Regions from separate parts of the Mus musculus genome. Here region 2 is linked to region 1. The links are chromatin contacts, called in public promoter capture Hi-C maps. All regions are on one chromosome and are shown on one strand. The core of a region is the stretch at or near the end of the contact, and the rest is flanking DNA. Distances in the headings are between cores, read along the strand shown.

Region 1 (3,156 bases), core at 245-2,744:
CCCACCTCCATAGAGTCACGTGTGATTATGTGATAATAGCATCCAAGAACATTTTTGTAATGTAATATTAAGATAAATATATATGTCTTATAAATCTTTGGCAAAAGACAAAAGTAGCAACATACAAAAGAAACACTATAAATGGCATATAAACATACATGGCCAAAGCAGTGAACAAAGACCCTCCACCTCCACCCCGACCCCTGCTAAGGAGATTAGCAGAGACCCTGGTAGACTGGCAGACTTACAGGGTAAGTTGGGAGTATTTTTTTTCAGTTAAACACTCCCAAATATTTACAGAGCCTCCTAAAGTTTGGATAGCAACTACTGGATCTTACCCAGAGATATTAGTCTGATTTAGTGAAGAAGAAAAAAAAAAAAAAAAAATCCCGGCCTGGCAAGATGGCTCAGTGGGTAAGAGCACTGACTATTCTTCCTGTTCTTTCCTGAGTTCAAATCTCAGCAACCACATGGTGGCTCACAACCACCCATCATGAGATCTGACACCCTCTTCTGGTGTGTGTGAAGTCAGCTACAGTGTACTTATGTATAATAATAAGTAAATCTTTGGGCCAGAGCAAGAAGGGGCTGAGTGAGTGGAGTTGACCAGAGAGAGCAGAGGTCCTAAAATTCAATTCCCAACAACCACATGAAGGCTCACAACCATCTGTACAGCTGCACTGTACTCACATACATAAAATAAATACATCTTAAAAAAATGTCCCTTGATAGGAATCTAAACTTAAATTCTCCAAGTGGAGGTGAACATATCGACAGAGAGCAGAATCCACCACTAACCCCAAAAGCAACAAGAAACACATTAGCAGAACAGAATCCTCCTAAGAGAACAGATGTGCCCTTCTTTACTGTTACTTTGAATCCAAGATTCTGACATACCCTCCCCGACAGGTGTCCATTAGCTTATTTATACCACGATACTTCCTCCATCCTCTTAAAATAATAAAATAAATTACTGATGCTATTTAATTTCAAATACTTATATGCTTATAAATTATCCCTGTCTCAAATTTCTTTGACCTCAACTTGGAAAGGAGAGATTGTCACTTACTGATTTTTAGGTTTTTAGGCTTGGACGTGATGTTCTGCCTGGTTTGTAGAATGCAACGGAGGGAATAAATAACCACACCTGCTACCTAAGTAAACATATGCTTTACATAAGCCCCGGCTAGGAACGTGGTAGCTCTGTTACTAGGTGCTACCCAGCAGCACACAAGGTGGATAATGGTGTCACAGCCTTCTATAAATAAATATGTGTCAAACACACCCCAGATGAAATTCTCTGGGAACAGAGTTCTTTAAAGGCTTGTTTCACAAGATAATTGCATTTATATTTTATTAACCAACTGCAGAAAGGATATGGCATAAAGGGAGGAAAAATTAAAAACCTTGGTGCCATCATGAGACAATTCCATTTAGAACACTGTCATCCTCTCTTGGCAGAAACACACTGTTGGCTTCATTTTGAAGCAGATTGCTTTGAAGCCTCCCCCCAATACAAAATCTAGGTGCCAAGCTCTGTAACCAGTATGTTATGGCCAATGGTTGTTAACTTGCTAGAAAAATATCACGTCCTATCAAGCTGTACCTGTGTTATTAGAGAACCTCTTGCCCCTGAGCCATTACTGGAAATCCTTTGTGACACTTTATAAAAAAGCTTTGGTTTGGAAGGTGAGGAGTAAGAAATGAGGCCGGTCAGGATCTTCCCCAGCCTTCTCAGCATCAGAGTAGCTTCATTGTTTCATGCTTAAACTACACTTTAATAATTCTCTTGTTACCATAGAGGCTGGGCTATATCCTAATCATCATCAGGATTAGCGCTTCACCCACGAGCAATCTGAGGAAGTCATTTCTCCCACTGATGCATCCAGCAGAGTTTAGGCTGAACGGACATTAGGTGATCAAGTGAGTAATTCCATAACCAATGGCTATGCTAATAAAGCTATGTTCGTGCACTTATGTCTAGTCAGAGTCTATAAAAATGATGGAACAAGCCATCTTATTCAATGTGATGATGATGTGTCAGCATTGATGCCATTTTCAGTGTACAGGAAGCAAAGAATAACAGGAAGAGATGAGGCCAAGATATACCTTCAAAGATAAACTTCTATTGATCCACAGCATCCAATCTGACCTGTCTTCCACTGTTCCACCACCTCCCAACAGTCTACTAAAATGTTGAATCCTTAAGCTAATTAACCCTTTATAGGAGCTTTTGATCTAACCATGTCTGCAAACGGTCCACTAATCTCCTAAACTTGTCTCAACTCAATAAAATGGATAAGATAACGCATCACACGTGGGCTATGTCAATACAATAAGTTGACCCTGATTAACAGAGTTTGGTTAACCGGCACTTTACAGCATCAAGCACATGGTGCACATATTCCATAAGCACACAGGGTGACTTGCTCTTCCCTTTGTATCTGCTGAAAGGGGTTCAAAACAAACATGCAGGGGTAACCTTCATGTGTCTGTCGCAAGTACAATGTATGCTGAAGAACAGCGTTCGCCCTGTTTGTTCAGCATAGAGCATCCCCTAGAATCAAAATCAGCATCCGAAAAAATAAGGATCTCCTAAAGGTTTTTTTTCAGCATCCTTTACTGATGCTATCAAGGGGGAATGACTAAATGTACACCAACAGCGACATCCACACATTTTTGTTCTCTCCCCTTCTGCCATGCTGCTCTGGTTTGAGTAAGTTTCACATACCGTCCACCAATTCAGTGGTCAGTCCCTCTTGTAGAAGACTTGTGCGCACATTTTTCCTATCCCCAACACAGTTCAAGGCCCATTGCTTCACTTGGACCAGACCCAGAACATAAGCCATCAATATTTTTGGTTTTACTTTTAATCTTTTTGCTTATTTTATGCCTATGTGTATGGATATTTTGTTACATATATGTCCATACCACATGCATACATGCCAACAGGGACCAGGAGAGGGTGTCAGGCCCTCTGGGACAGGAATTACAGAGAGTTATGGGCTACCACAAGATTGGTTGCTAGGAATTGAAGCTGGGTCCTCTGGAAGAACAGCCGGTGCTCTTAACTGCTGAGCTATCTCTCCAACCTAACAGATCATCTGTTTTAAGTAATGAAATATACCATCATCTCATCATGCATCACAGATCTCA
Region 2 (3,156 bases), core at 436-2,935, 90 kb after region 1:
AGTTTTGTTCTTAGAGAACCTGATGTGGTAGCTTGGATGAAAACAGCACCCACAGGCTCATGGGGAGTGTCACTATTGGGAAGTGTGCCCTTATTGGAGTAGGTATGGCCATGTTGTAGGAAGTGTGTCACTGGGGCATGAGGCTATGCTTTCCTCCATGATGACATTGGACCAAACCTCTGAATTGTAAACCAACCCCAGTTGAACGTTTTCCTTTATAGAGTAGCCATGGTCATAGTGCCTCATCACAACAATAAAACCCTAAGACAGCTGGCTAAAATGTTTGTGACAGGGTATGTGTTACAGGAGGTAAATCAGAAACCAGAGATGAATGTAATGATTGGCAGCAATTTCAATGTCATGAATATACATGAGCCTAATACTTGGAACATCGCCTTAAGAAAATCCTGTCTACAGGCAAGTATTGCATTTTAGTATTAGAAATAAACTTTGTGATACTTTTATTGGTTTGCTTAAACATCTACATTGTTAGATACTGGAGAGACAGCTCAGCAGATAGGAGACAGTACTCATTTGCAGAGTGTCTGAGTTTGTTTCTCAGTACTCACATCAATGTCCTCTTCTGGTCTCTCTAGACACCAGGCATACACATGGTGCACATACATATATGCAGGCAAACACTCACACATGCAATTAAAATAAATATTTTCAAAATAGTGTGGGTAACTTTTTAAAATTACTATTACTGATTAGTATATATTATTGTGTCTACTATCAGAGATCTGATGCAAGAAGATCAATACCCAGTAAAGAACACACATGCATATTATCAAAAATTTAGCAGACACTGTACAGCCTAGAAATTGATCTTTGTTACATAGATCCTAAGTTCGGAAGCTGTTATTACATGATTGGGTACCTTAGACGAGTTAAGCCTTCTGTGTGTGTGTGTGTGTGTGTGTGTGTGTGTGTGTGTATGTATTTTAAATAGCAGTTTAAATTCTTGTATTTTAGCCTTTTTTCAAGCTGTAGTTGTACCAGGCAAACAAGCATGGAGTCATTACTCAATGTGCGATAGCATTTGTAAACAGCAATGAGGTGGAAAACTAATTAAATGTGGCTGGAAATTATAAATTAGTTAACGTTACCTCCAAGTTCTCTTGGTGAGTGGTTGAGGTGGGGTAAGCATGGAGAATCTTTAGGGAAAGACTTTTGCCTTTTGTAGAAAATGTGCCTAGGCCTCAAATTGGCAATAAAACAGTGTTTCAGGAACTTGGGCCAAAGCTCTCCTCTTGTTTCTTGGCAAATGTGCATTTGGCTGGTTTCAGAGAGTCTGCACCATTCCTATGTGATGTGTAGAAATTAAATCTGAAACGTTTATCACGTGTATTTATTTGTTAGTGTATGTATGTATAATGTAGGAGGTGGCGAGAGTACAACATATATATGTGGAGGTCAGAGAACAACTTTGGGGAATCTGTTCTCTCCCTCCTCCTTTAGGTGGCTTTTGGGGGTTGAATTCAGGTCTCCCAACTTGCATAACAACCGTTTTTACCTCCTGAGCTACCTCACTAGCCCGGGTTTCAGTTCTTGTTTGGGGAAAACATACTGTATGGGGAAAAGACCTGAGCCAACCTTTTTTATGATTCTATTCTGTTAAAGTATGCTGCAGTTAACTATAACCACTTTCTTTTTTTTTTTTTAAATTTGGAAGGAGTTTTTCACACATGTCCCACAAGGAAAATCCATTTTGAGCTTATGTTGTAACAGATTGTGTAATCCCTGCATCTAAAACACGCCGCAGTCTGCCTACATTTAGGAGGCAAGTATCCATATCCAACCAGCAGTCTTGCTGCAGATTTTACATGGGAATTAGCTCTCATTTCCATCCTTCATCATCCCCCCACTTCCTCAACCCCATTCCAAATTTTTCTTTCCAGAAACTAAGTTTGACCAATTCTTCCACTCCCCACCAACCATATGGCCAAAATCTAATCTGTTTTAACCTAAACCCTGAGCCAATGACACAGAATCTATCACTATAGGTTAGGCTATAGCATCCTGCTTTCTGTCTTTAGAAAAGTGTTCAAGTTAAGGGAAAATAAAGTGAGAGTTGAACTAGGAATTTGGCAACCAAGAAGATTTGACATCCAAATATTTCAAAATATTTTTGCTTGCAGTAGAAATATGCTTTTTCTCTTCAACCTTATCATCACCCCGTTCTTTGATGCCAAACAAGTGATGGAGAAAGAGAGAGAGAGAGAGAGAGAGAGAGAGAGAGAGAGAGAGAGAGAGAGAGAGAGAGAGAGAGAGAGAGAGAAACAGACAGACAGACAGGCAGGCAGGCAGACAGAGACAGACAAAGACAGAGAGTTAAAAGAAACAGCCTTTTCCTACAGGAGGGCAACTGTTTCCTAGGCTAGACATGAGAATAATGAATCTCTAAGCTTTGCCTCTCAAAAGTTCATATGGTGTGAGCTTCAGGGCAGTTAAGGGAAATTTTGGAAGTGGTAGAGGGAAGAAGACATGTCTCTCACTACTTGCCTGATATTTTCGCAACTTTGTGAAAATCCAGCTTCCTTCAAACGGCAAGAAAGACCATCCTGTATGATGTTTTCATTCTGTATAATCCTTTACATTCCCTGCCTCATGAATTCACATCACTGGATTCTATGTCCACATGTCTGCTATGAAGAGACACCATGACCAAGACAACTCTTATAAGGACAACATTCAACTGGGGCTGGCTTACTGGTTCTGAGGTTCAGTCCATTATCATCAAGGCAGGAGCATGCTTACCATGTTGTGTTCAGGCAGGCATGGTGTGAAAGGAGCTGAGCGTTCTGTATCTTGATCTGACTGCAGCCAGGAGAAACTGACTCTTCCTCATGGGGCAGAGCTTCAAAGCCCACCCCCACAGTGATGTGCTTCCTCCAACATGGCTACACCTACTCCAAAAGGCCATACCTCGTAATGATGCCAATTCCCTTGGGCCAAGCATGTTCAAACCACCACACCACACTATACATTGAATAGCTGGAATGATTTTCTATGCCTGTAAACTGCTTGTCCAGGCCTGTTCCTGACCAGATCTTACACAGCAGGTGCTCAGGCTGGAGGGAGGGATTGGTGCCAATGGAAGACAGAATGTGCACTTATCATGAAACTTAACAGGTGTTGGAGCCTCATTTGAAA

The links. Promoter capture Hi-C pulls out the DNA fragments that hold promoters and counts their contacts.
Region 2: a contact with region 1 is called in a promoter capture Hi-C map of hippocampal neurons, with 2.7 times the contacts expected there. The contact joins two enhancer-like sites. A contact is called at or near these places in 1 of 39 promoter capture datasets (hippocampal neurons) and 2 of 9 other capture datasets (liver and pancreatic islet).

Annotation. Positions count from the first base shown.
Region 1 is chr1:23,006,782-23,009,937 of GRCm38.p6, forward strand. No RefSeq gene overlaps it. Among named protein-coding and RNA genes, the nearest start is that of Ppp1r14bl, 94 kb to the right of the region's middle. Within about 2 kb of position 1,495, at least 9 of the 459 cell types and tissues checked have an H3K27ac peak or open chromatin away from gene starts, as enhancers often do. A contact at or near this core is called in hippocampal neurons, where this site is marked.
Region 2 is chr1:23,096,911-23,100,066 of GRCm38.p6, forward strand. No RefSeq gene overlaps it. Among named protein-coding and RNA genes, the nearest start is that of Ppp1r14bl, 3.8 kb to the right of the region's middle. Within about 2 kb of position 1,686, at least 14 of the 459 cell types and tissues checked have an H3K27ac peak or open chromatin away from gene starts, as enhancers often do. A contact at or near this core is called in hippocampal neurons, where this site is marked.